Linked DNA regions of Zea mays: region 2 is linked to region 1. The links are chromatin contacts, called in public Hi-C maps. All regions are on one chromosome and are shown on one strand. The core of a region is the stretch at or near the end of the contact, and the rest is flanking DNA. Distances in the headings are between cores, read along the strand shown.

What was found. A called contact is a pair of places that touch in the nucleus more often than the background predicts.
Region 2: a contact with region 1 is called in a Hi-C map of ear, with 2.2 times the contacts expected there. The contact joins the promoter of LOC100383181 here to the promoter of LOC100276025 in region 1. A contact is called at or near these places in 4 of 25 Hi-C or Micro-C datasets (ear, leaf and tassel).

The regions. Positions count from the first base shown.
Region 1 is chr4:218,969,708-218,975,129 of Zm-B73-REFERENCE-NAM-5.0, reverse strand. LOC100276025 reads left to right here and starts at 2,946. Exons shown (of 2, transcript NM_001374094.1): 1 at 2,946-3,275; 2 at 3,356-5,024. The coding sequence starts at 3,012. The coding sequence ends at 4,498.
Region 2 is chr4:219,143,774-219,149,683 of Zm-B73-REFERENCE-NAM-5.0, reverse strand. LOC100383181 reads right to left here and starts at 3,245. Exons shown (of 7, transcript NM_001175845.1): 1 at 2,706-3,245; 2 at 1,792-1,824; 3 at 1,353-1,440; 4 at 793-1,274; 5 at 449-715; 6 at 1-332. The coding sequence starts at 3,149.

The DNA.
Region 1 (5,422 bases), core at 1,697-4,196:
TTTAAGTTTCCAAATTTGGTATTTTGAATTCAAATTTGTTGGTGTGTTTCACATATTAGGTGCAAGAATAAAGAACAAGCAAGAGGAATTACATTTGTTTATTTACATATATATATATATATATATATATATATATATATATTGTGTAATGTATTTCCTTCTCCTTCCTTATTTCCCTTTCCCTTTTCAAATTCTATTTTTCAAACTTAAACTTGTCTCATAATTTTTAGTACAAAGGCAAAAAGGCAAGGACTTCGTCATGAGGTGCATATTTCTATATTTATTTATTTTTTATTTGGCTAGCTTACTTCCTTTTAATTGAACATTCAAAAGCATGAGAAAACCAAAAAGGTTTCGAGAATCCCTAAAGCACAATCTTAAATTTATTTATTTATTTCATTATTTTTTCTTCTACCAATTTTGGGCTTTACACATGGTTACTGCCCTAAACCGTAGTGACAAGTAAACTCAGTGTGTGATAAAAGATGGCTATAGTAGGCCAAGTGCTTAATCTGGATTAGGAAAGAAATCTAGAGTTAGGAAATTACTTAACCCGACAAGTAAAAAAGAATTCATAAGGACCAACTTTAGTAAGCTTTGTGCAAACTGAGTCATTAGTTCTTGACAAACGTTACCTTGACTCCTAAAGGCCAGCATATCCTTGAGAGTCTTTTCTTTTAATCAGGTAAGACTTGCGAAAGTACACTCCGTACTTAGGGTTTTCGAACCCATGTTGTTGTAGGTGAAGAGACTGCAGAGTTTTGCTGCTTCTGTTTCAAGATCGTTCCTAAGTAGGAGGATGAAAACTAAGTACAAACTTATGGAAGGTGTCTACCTTCTAGTGATGTAATAAGTAGAAGAACTCAGACCCTTATATTGTAATAATCACTCTTTCTATTTTGTTACATGTTAATGTAAATTAAGTTATTGTAACTCTTTCTGCTTTTATCCGATGGTGTGTAATTTCTATGAAATGGGATGTACGCTCTTGGGAGATGTTGAAGATGATGCAGGAATCAGGTCCTGTCGAGCTATTGGGTGCATCTACATGACTGTCTAAGGTCCTTGGGACAAGGACTATAGGGCGACCTAATATCTTGGGAGGTTCCGTCACACATCTAACCATGATAATGAGTAGACAGAGTGGGCTAATTGGTCGGTGACTGAAATGAAGTGGTTGAATTGCATATCACTAGCAACTATGCTTAGATTGTTATTGGCCAAGCTTTCTAGGTGAAAATATTTTGCGTTTTTTCAGTTTAATCTTGTGTTACTGAGATTTAGTGCAGTGGTTTATGATAAATATTTTTATCTAAATTTTTGGAATGATTTTTAGTACTATTAAACTACACAGGTTTCTTATCACCTAGCTATTATGTATTCTATGATCTTTCTAAGAAACTATGCTTAGATTGTTACTGGCCAAGCTTTGCGGGTGCAAATATCTTGACTTTTTCAATTTGATCTCATGTTACTAGGATTCAGTGCAGTGGTTTAAGATACATAATGTTTTTTCTAATTTGTTGGAATGATTTTTCAGTACTATTAAACTACACAGGTTTCTTATCACCTAGCTATTCTGTATTTGATGACCATCCCAAGAAAACTATGCTCAAATTATTACTAGCTAAGCTTTTTGGGTGCAAATATCTTGCTTTTTGTTTGATCTCATGTTACTAGGATTCAGTGCAAAGGTTATTTTTCTCTCGCCATCATTTTGTTTTACCGGTGTAATGGTAAAGAAGAAGCATGGTTTTGCTAATTGTTGAGCTGGCCTTTTCTTTTTAGCTTCCATATGAAGACATGACACCTCTTTAGGCAGCAGTTGTCAGTGTTTAAAAGGTGTCGTAGCTTAACACAGAAGTTACTATGGTTTGTTAAAAAAAGAATAGTAGAACATCTTGTTGTTATCATACTCCTTTAATTTGTTGAAAGGAAAAGGTTCCAAATAGAAGGCGAATGTTGAGTTGTAACTCATTTATATTTTTTCGGTGCTTGGTGGGGAAGTAAAATACTCCTTGTGAAAGTGTTGTGGAGTTCCTGTTTCGAATCCTAATTTGGTAGATACGATACCTCTTCATGCAGGATCTGAGGTTTACTATTGTCGCTGCTACACATCCTATGCTCACTGAACTACTATAGAGATGCTGGCAGAAAGATCCTACTCTAAGACCAACCTTTGCAGAGTTTGTGGATACATCGAACTCTATACATGAGGTGTGCGTTCACACAAAGAACTACATGCATTTATCATGTTTTTGGTTTCATCTTATTCTATATTTTTTCACACGCTATATTTCAGGTGGTTCGTAGTTCTATGCATCACAATAGGCATCCAGGCCGATCTCACTCTTCTTCGTGTTCGTGCCCGCTGTCTAGGATGGCACTGTAGTGCTGATAGAGTTGGACGGTACCATCAGGCTCGACTGGATCTGGATGGGATGGACTATGCTCGTGCTGAAGGAGAGAGAGAGAGAGAGAGAGTGCTTGGCTGGCGGGGGACCATATTTCGGTTCATATTTTTTTATGGGTTATGTTAACTGTCATGTCATATTAAGCAACTCAACTTTTAGACATTTCTGTCTTTGCGAGAGAAGTACCAAAATAGTTTCACTTTATTCTACTCTCATATGTGTTCATGCCGCTACCACTAATCATATAAGGGTAAGATTATATTTGTTAGCAAACAATTTTTAAGATATTAAAGTTGGTGATAATATAAGTGTTTTTTGTTTCTATGTAATTATTGTGCATTAATATTTTACTAAATATTTTATTTGACATTGTAAAGCACGGACATGTAACTAGTGTCTTATTAAAATAACACTTCCTAAAATTACTCGTACTAGGAAAAACAGGGATGAAGGGGATTTGAGTTTCAAGGTCTCCCAAAAACTGCCACAGGTTTACACAGCCCAACAAGTCGTGGCCCATTGGCGTGAGACACACTACGCAGAACTTCGCCGCCGTCGCCTTTCTCAGTTTCTCCTGGGAGCTTGCCTGTGTCGAACATGGCGGTGGCTGCGACGACGGTGCTGGACATCGCGGAGCTCTCCTTCTCCGACTTAGTCGCCCTCCTATCTCCCGAGACTCTTGCTGACGACGGCCGCTGCCGACGTGTTGTGGACACCGTCGCAACCGAGCTCGGCCGAGGTGGGTCCGGGTTGCTGGCTATCGACGGAGTGCCGCGCGTGGGCGCCCTCCGGCGACGACTCCTCCCCTTGGCCCGACGCGTCGCCCTCATGGATCACCTGACCCGCTCCCAACTCCTCAAGGTACCCCTGCACCTCCCCTTTCGATCTCGTTGATGTTGAAACTACAGTGTGCCTTGATATATTTCCGTCGATTATTTCAGAAGCACGGTTTGGGCAGCGACGTTCCTTTGAAGAAGCTCGATCGGTCCGTATCCTCGTTCGCGCAGCTTCTAAGGCATTCAGGTGAACTCGTCTTGCTAGAGTCGGTGAACAACAATGGGTTCAATTCTTCTGATAGGGTACAGGATTGTAACCAATCCGAGGATGTTAATGATGATGATGATGCTGATGATATGGATAATCTGGGTGACCTCATTAAGGAGCTTGGTTTGTACATGATGGAGCTTGGAATCTTGATTGCACGAGCTTGCGATATTGTCATCGGTAGAGGTCAGCTAGAGCAGAGCATCACTGACTTTGGGACAGCAAAGGCTAGGCTCATTCACTACCACTCTGAGCTGGATAACATTGTGATCAGGGATAACAATGCAAAGAGGAAAGGTTCGGCAAGTAAAGTGGCAGTACAACCTTACCAGTCATGCTCTGGAAATAGGTCCGGGTCAGTGTGCCCGTGCTGTATTAAGTCAGAAGATGGGACTACTGTAATGGCAATAGAAGAAAATAATTCTAATGATGCCTCGATTCAGGGTCAGGCTGCTGAAATTTCCCTGTTAAACCTATGGCAGGAATGGCACTATGACTATGGAATCTTCACTGTTTTAACAGCACCGTTGTTCATGAGCGTCTCTGAGGATGAAAAAAGTTTGGTCAATCTGGAATATCATCCTCCTGATGGCCACACACACCTACAGTTATGCAATGGAAGGAAGATATTCTCTGTTAGATGCTCTCCTGAGAGCTTCATTGTTCAAGTTGGAGAGGCAGCAGACATCTTGTCCCAAGGGAAATTGAAATCTACACTTCATGCTGTGAGTAGACCTTCGAGTTCCACAGACATCAGCCGTGAGACTTTTGTTGTCTTCCTACAGCCCTCGTGGGACAAACTTTTAGCTTATCCTGGTTACTCTTTAGATGCTGAAGGTGAACCCATTCTTAGCAAGCAGACTTCAATCATCAGTGATGGATCAGCAGGGCCTTGTAATGAAGATGCATTTATGCAAGAAATTCTGAAAAAAGTTCCACCTCTATCATCAAGGCTAAAAGAAGGGATGACATTTGCAGAATTTTCTCGTCAGACAACAAAACAGTATTATGGTGGCAATGGCATCCAACAGAACAATTGAGCACTTGCAATACAATGGCAATGCATGTAGCACACAATGAACTGATGTATTGACTTACATTTTGATACTGATTTGGATGCACAAAACTAAAGCATCCTGGCAAACAATGCATACGGCTGATCCTCCTTGATGACTAAGTTTTGCAATTGTTTGTTGGGAATAGTCCCACATTGTGAGTTGTGGGTGGGCAAACATGATTTATATGGTTGAGGTTATAACCTTCTAATAGGCTAACTTTTTGGTGAGTATTGAATCAACAGACCTGAACCCGTTGTTGTGTGTTCGAACGTGTGTGTCGCGGCCCGACGGCCTTGGGTGCGTGTTCGGGTGCACTGTGTGTGGGTGATATGGTGGGCGTGCTATGTGTTGGTGGTCCGGTCCAACAATTGGTCTCGGAGATCAGGTCGATATTGTACATTCTCAAACAAATCTTGGCTCAACATGTGAGAAGGAAATTGTTAGGAATAGTCCCACATTGTAAGTTGTGGGTGGGCAATCATGATTTAATAAATCATATGGTTGAGGTTACAACCCTAAGAGCATCTCCAATAGCTTCTTAAAACCTTGGTTCTAATGATTATTTTAGGGAAAAAGAGAAAAAGAGACGTCCAACAATGACCAATCTGAGCTCCTTGTCTTCCTGCACGCGAATAATGTCCCTCCCATGGCGCCAACTTGCGCAGCTAGCCGAGCTCCCAATCTATGTGCAAGTCGCCCACCAATCTTCCACATACTGCGACTACCACCACCATCGGTTGACACTCCCTCGCCTGACGTCGAGCAGGGCTAGGAGCCATTGCACGATCCCTTCGCTCTCCTTTGCCAATCAAACACATCACTCCATGACTACCTCCGCTTGGTGCTCCCCTTCGCCTCTGTGTGCGCGCTCATTCTCGACATATTCTGCGTTAACATGGGCTTCTT
Region 2 (5,910 bases), core at 1,996-4,495, 170 kb before region 1:
GCATGGTCCCGGCCCTTATGAAAGTTGAGGTTCAGATTCAGCTTCCTGGCAGCCGATTGCACCTCGTGTGAATCCTCACCGTTTCCATAGATGTCCAGCTTGAAGCCTTCCAAATCACTGTTGTGCTTCGCGAACAAATCTATTAACTCTCTGTAACCCTTGGCCCACACCATCTTCCCCAGAAAATAAGCTCCTTTAGAGAAGGATTGCTGGCCAGACTCCCGCTCTGCTGCTATCCTCTCTCCAACCTCCAGAAACTTGGGGTTCACACCGTGCACATTGCAGATCGTCGACTTGGGAAGATCTTGAGTGGCACCTGACAGCCGCAAGATCTACATAGCATAGACACCATCAGGCTACAAACAATAAACAGCATGTAATATAGTCTACAACCACACATCACACGGATGGCTCAAACATCAGAGGAATAATATAATTCGCTGAGTACCTTATGGCAATAAGCTCTGGCGACCAGGTTATTAATGTGCTTAACGAAAAAGGCCTGAATAGCACCATTCTTCTCCCTCTTGATGTACTCCAAATAATTTGTATGCACTACACCGATCACATGATTGAATTTATCTGTCCATCGTTTCCCGTGATGATACCAGTTGAGGTGCTCGGGCTCTTCCAAGATTGCAATATCAGCTTCCTTTGATGGTATGAACTGTGAAGTGTCCCCAGCAGGAATTATGCTTCTCCTTTCCTTTTGAAACTGTAGTTGGAAAAATTGCGACTACGTGAGCTATGCACATAGTGTTCAAGCATTGTGCTGAAAAAAGGAAGAGTTACCTTTCCAGGATAAAATGATATTTTGAAGTCTGTCTTGAAACCAACTCTTTCTTCCAGCCAATTCCTCATATATTTTTCTTGCTCTTCTGGTGAACTAAAAGTCATGCTGTTGGGGTACACAAGTTCCTGATCCGACTTACAAAGCCAGGGCACTACCAAAGTTACATCTTGCTTGCAAGATTTAGCCAAGTATGCAGCTCGAAACAAAGGATTCACAGCCGTTCCAGTCATCCAGGGAAGACTGGCAGTGGTGACTATGGCAACATGTCTCTTGCCAGATATGTCAGACTTATGGCCATCACTCCAAAATCCACCTTCATAATGGTGTCCTGTACTCTGTAGGGCGCTAGCTATTCTTAGGTCGAGTTCATTCCCAACATTGTCATTTTTCAATGAAGATGATTCAGTTGCTGACAAAAAACTATATGCAGGGTGGTCCTTGCGCTTGCTGCACAGAGACTCCACCAACTTGTCACATACATCTAAAGCAGACAAGAAAGAATAATCAGCTCACTGAAAGATAAATATTCTAGCTATTGTAAACAAAAATAGCATCTTACCTCTTTTTATACCAAGTTGGTCGAATAGTGGTACAGATTGCTTTACAAAATAAGCAAGAAGTTCCCCTAAATCCAGTGGCAGAACATCCTGCACAAGCGTGGTACTGATTATGGAAATGCAAAAGTGGACAAGGTTGATTAGGCAGTGCTCTAACAAGATAGAATGTTCCTCTTTTGTTTAATAAGGATTTACACAGATATACAGAAGAGAAATGTGGTACCAGGGTTTAGGAAAATGTTACATAAGTAATATATTGAATGAAATGTTTACCACAATCATTTTTCTTTAGATTGAACATTCTTGCAAAAGTCACTGTCAGAAGTCAGTAATTAAATATACGCAAATAAAAGACACCACTACGAGCAAAAGGTTTCAGAAGTGTATCTCCTTGACAGCACTATGCAACATTGCAACAAGAAGTGAATCAAGAGGACTAACCTCAGACGCTTCAGGCGCAAAGGTCAGTGATTTCTGCAATAAGAAGTGCAACGGTGGGTCAATTAATCTGCTACAGGAACCAGAGCAGTCTGTGTCATGCATATCCCAGGATTAGCTTAATTAAGATTGACACATTCCAAGCAAGTGTAAATTACATGATTATGCAGATAGCCAGATACTAAATCTATTGAAGATTGAAAACTATGACTAGATTTGACTTTTCATTGTTGAACTCGAGTCGTCAAAGTCTATAAGTTCCCTTTTATAAAAATCTAAAATGAAGAAAAATAAAATTGGTTGACCTGTCACCTGTAGACTTCACAGAAGAACATTTCCATGAGCTTTGAACCTCCAGTTGTTTAACATTACTATTTTCCTTAACTCATTCAGTACACGATTCATGATTTCAATTCCATCAAAATTCTATTATTTCGCATGGCACATAAAAGGAATATTAAATCTATTGAGCAGCTTACAGTCACAGAGTGCACCTTGTAGCATCATTTCTATTTTCTTCCAACTATGGAAAGTACTAACCAAAATCTTGATTTGTCATACCTTGTTTTTCAAATTCTCGTGTGCCCTTTGGATCATAAAAAACCACTTTTCAGCAAAGCTACTAAAAATATGCATGATTCCACATAAAATTTGTGCCCACGAAGCAATTCAGTTTGAATCGAATGAATATTCCCATCCAAATTCAAATAAACATCTCCATTTGACACCTAAGGGAACCGCACAGTTTCCACAATCAACTTCCAATTGAATGACAAAACACAGACGCTCAAGTAAGTTCAAGTTGACAGCCCTCCTCAATTTGAGCCGTGTTGGATTTTGGGTTGTGTTGTTTGCTTCTCGAGGTTTAGTATTCTAATGAACAGTGCACTGTACGAAATGTCTCTAGGGAGCTTTACCAAGCTGAGCTTGAGCTTGTGCAGCATGTCGCTGGGCGACTGGGCCAGCCTCCTCCGCTCGAGCTCCCTGAGGTGCGCCTTGACCATCCTGACTGGCTCCCACTCCTCCGCCTCCGTCTCCGCCTCCCACCTCCACCTGGCAGTCCTGGCGCCCCTCCACGCGTCGGCCTCGAACGCCTTCCCGATGGCGGACAGGTCGAGCCGCGTCCGCGAAGAGGACGCCGAGCAGGAGTAGGCGCGACGGAGGCGCGCGAACAGCTCGGGTTCCGGCACCGGCGCGCTGAGGAAGGTCTCGAGCTCCCCGGCCCGCGCGCGGATGAGACGGAGGTCCTCCCGCAGCCCGCGGGAGAGGAACGAGAGCGCGCCCTCCCTCGTCCCCGCCACGCCCACGCCGCCGCCGGAGGCCGCGGCGGCCGGGCGGGTGTCGACGCCGAAGCTGGCCATATGTCCGGGCGTCGGCGAGTGGGGATATCCGGATAGGGCTTTAGACGCTGCGGAGGAGATGGACTGGTGGTGGAGGTAGGCGGTGGTGGCGGTGTGGATGGGTGGAAAGGATGGGAAAGGAAGAGGAAGAGGAAGAGGAAGAGAAAGCAGCGGTCGAGGAGATTTCGCGGGCCCCGGCGCCGGATGAGGTGTCGGCACTGGGCCGGTGAGGTGGACCCGGTCGGGTGCCAGCTGGAAGGACACGCGCCAAAGCTTACAAGATTGAGGAAATGGATGGGAATGAATTTCATTTGGGATAGATGGGTCTTCACAAAATCCAACAACAGATTAGCATGTTTGATCTACAAAGCTTACATGAATAATCCATTTTACTATTCTTTTCCTCTCTTGATCATTAAGTTAAAGTAAAATTGTGCATGAATCCTAGTTCAATCCTCAGTTCCTCATCCGACTTTTGAGCCTTACATTTTTTTATATACGTCTCCCTAGGGGCAACGTGATCACCCATACTGGAATGCTTAACAGATTTCCATTAGTTGTTAATACATTTTAGAATGGGTGATCATTATATGGGTGATAAATAGTTTAGGTATATATATAGGGAGTGTATATTGAGAGTATATGGCTTCCAATAATTATAGTTAGTCTCATCCCATAAAGTGAGGTTGGGCTCGACGCCTAGATACCCTTCACACAAGACGATGAAGTGAGGTTGGGCTCGACGCCTATATACCCTTCACACAGGACGATGAAGGCAGCTATGTGTTGAATCCCATTTGGATTCAGGTAGTAAAGTTGCACCTGCAAATACTTAAAGAGGTTCACGACGAAAGGATGAAGGGGAAAGGCGACCCCTCGCTCGTGAAAATGAACAAACAAAACCATGTAACCAACAGGGGACGAGGCCTCCTCAGCGCTCGGAATCAACCATCCACCATCGTCAACCAGACCGCGCCTGACGAGGGCTCGAAGGTTATCCTAGCTCATCCAGGATCACGCGCCAGTCTACCATAAGGAAGCGCAACGGACGACCCAAGCGCAAGAAGGATAGGCCAAGCAAGGAAGATGAGGAACAAGGGAACTGAAATCAAGGTGGACAAGACAGGTAGAGTGACATGATTAAATTAAGGCTGCCCTGCGAAACCCTGTAGCTCAATGCCAGCGGAGATGACCCCACAGACGAGGAAGCAGGCCTAACCTATCAACATGCCAGGCCTCGAGCTACGCCACCACCTCCAGGGCGGGGGCGAGAGTAAGTCGTTCCCTAGTGCGCAATAAGTGGGGGAATGCAAAGGTAAATGCCATTAAGGTGGGATTTCCCCCAGATTACATCATCCTTTACATAAAGGGCCCCCGAGTTTTTCGACGCCACGATTCTAGGCTCGGGGCCAAAACATCCAAAAAGAGGAGAAAACTACGACTAGGGCAAGGTGGGAAGCTCATCGCTCCCCCTCCTGTTCTAACACCTAGCGACGCCGCAAAGACAGAAGCCCGCGCCAGGAAACCAAAAGGTGGATGCCAAAGTAAGCTCTAAGACGCACATCAAATCATACCCTCCGAGGATACAACACCATTGATACCCCTCACGGCCTCGTCGTAACCCTGAATCAGGATCTCGAAGGTCGCAGACGAGGCGCCCTGGGATGGGTCATCGGAGCGTGAAGGTCAACCCTAGTGCGAAACTAGGCAACGACGAAGGCAACGACGGCCTCGCGGTGAACATCGAGTTCCACGAAATGTCGGGCATGACTCGGGATGTCAAGCAAGCAATGCAGACGGGTTGCCCCACGAGCGCGGATGCTCTAGGCCACCTCATCGACCTCCCGAGGAAGCCCCGTCAGCTCGCCCTCCTGCCTTGCTTGGGAGCAAAAAGGATGAAGGTCTGAGCATCCCTGGAGAACAAGGAGAGATGAAGAGCGGAGAAAGAATCTTACTTGACGTGCGAGCCTCCATGAAGGCGAGCCATGCTTGAAGACCCACGATGTGAACACCTAATGTCCTCATAGCCGAGCGAGACACCTCCAGCCACCCCAAAGCTCGGCCATTACCAGCAATGGAAGGGCCGAGGTTCCGACCGCATGGGGCAATACATGGCCAGAAGGAGAGGGATCCGCGATAACCCTCCTGCATAGGATGACATGGCCGGGTTCAAGGTCGACCCTGAGGCTGCCACAGGACGGCCAACGATGGTCAGGGTGTTAGCGGCATTAGCCGCCAGAGATGACGACGCGAGCTCACTATTGTTAGGGACAACCCTTGATTCTCCCTCTGGAGATGTCAAGGGGGAGGATGAGAGCGATATGACCTCTCCTCCGATGCTTGAGCCCACCGCTCTACAAAAAAGCTTGTCGGCGGGATTACAGAGGAGCAAGAAAGGGACGAGTTCCCAGAAACCACCCACCTTTCCTGCAGAGTGACTCTTGGAACGACCTTGATGAAGGCACTCTGATAGTCGCCTAGAGGGGGGTGAATAGGGAGAAACTGAAATTTACAAATATAAACACAACTACAAGCCGGGTTAGCGTTAGAAATATAAACGAGTCCGCGAGAGAGGGCGCAAAACAAATCGCAAGCAAATTAAGAGTGTGACACGCGGATTTGTTTTACCGAGGTTTGGTTCTCGCAAACCTACTCCCCGTTGAGGAGGCCACAAAGGCCGGGTCTCTTTCAACCCTTCCCTCTCTCAAACGGTCCCTCGGACCGAGTGAGCTTCTCTTCTCAAATCAAAGCCGGGAACAAAACTTCCCTGCAAGGGTCACCA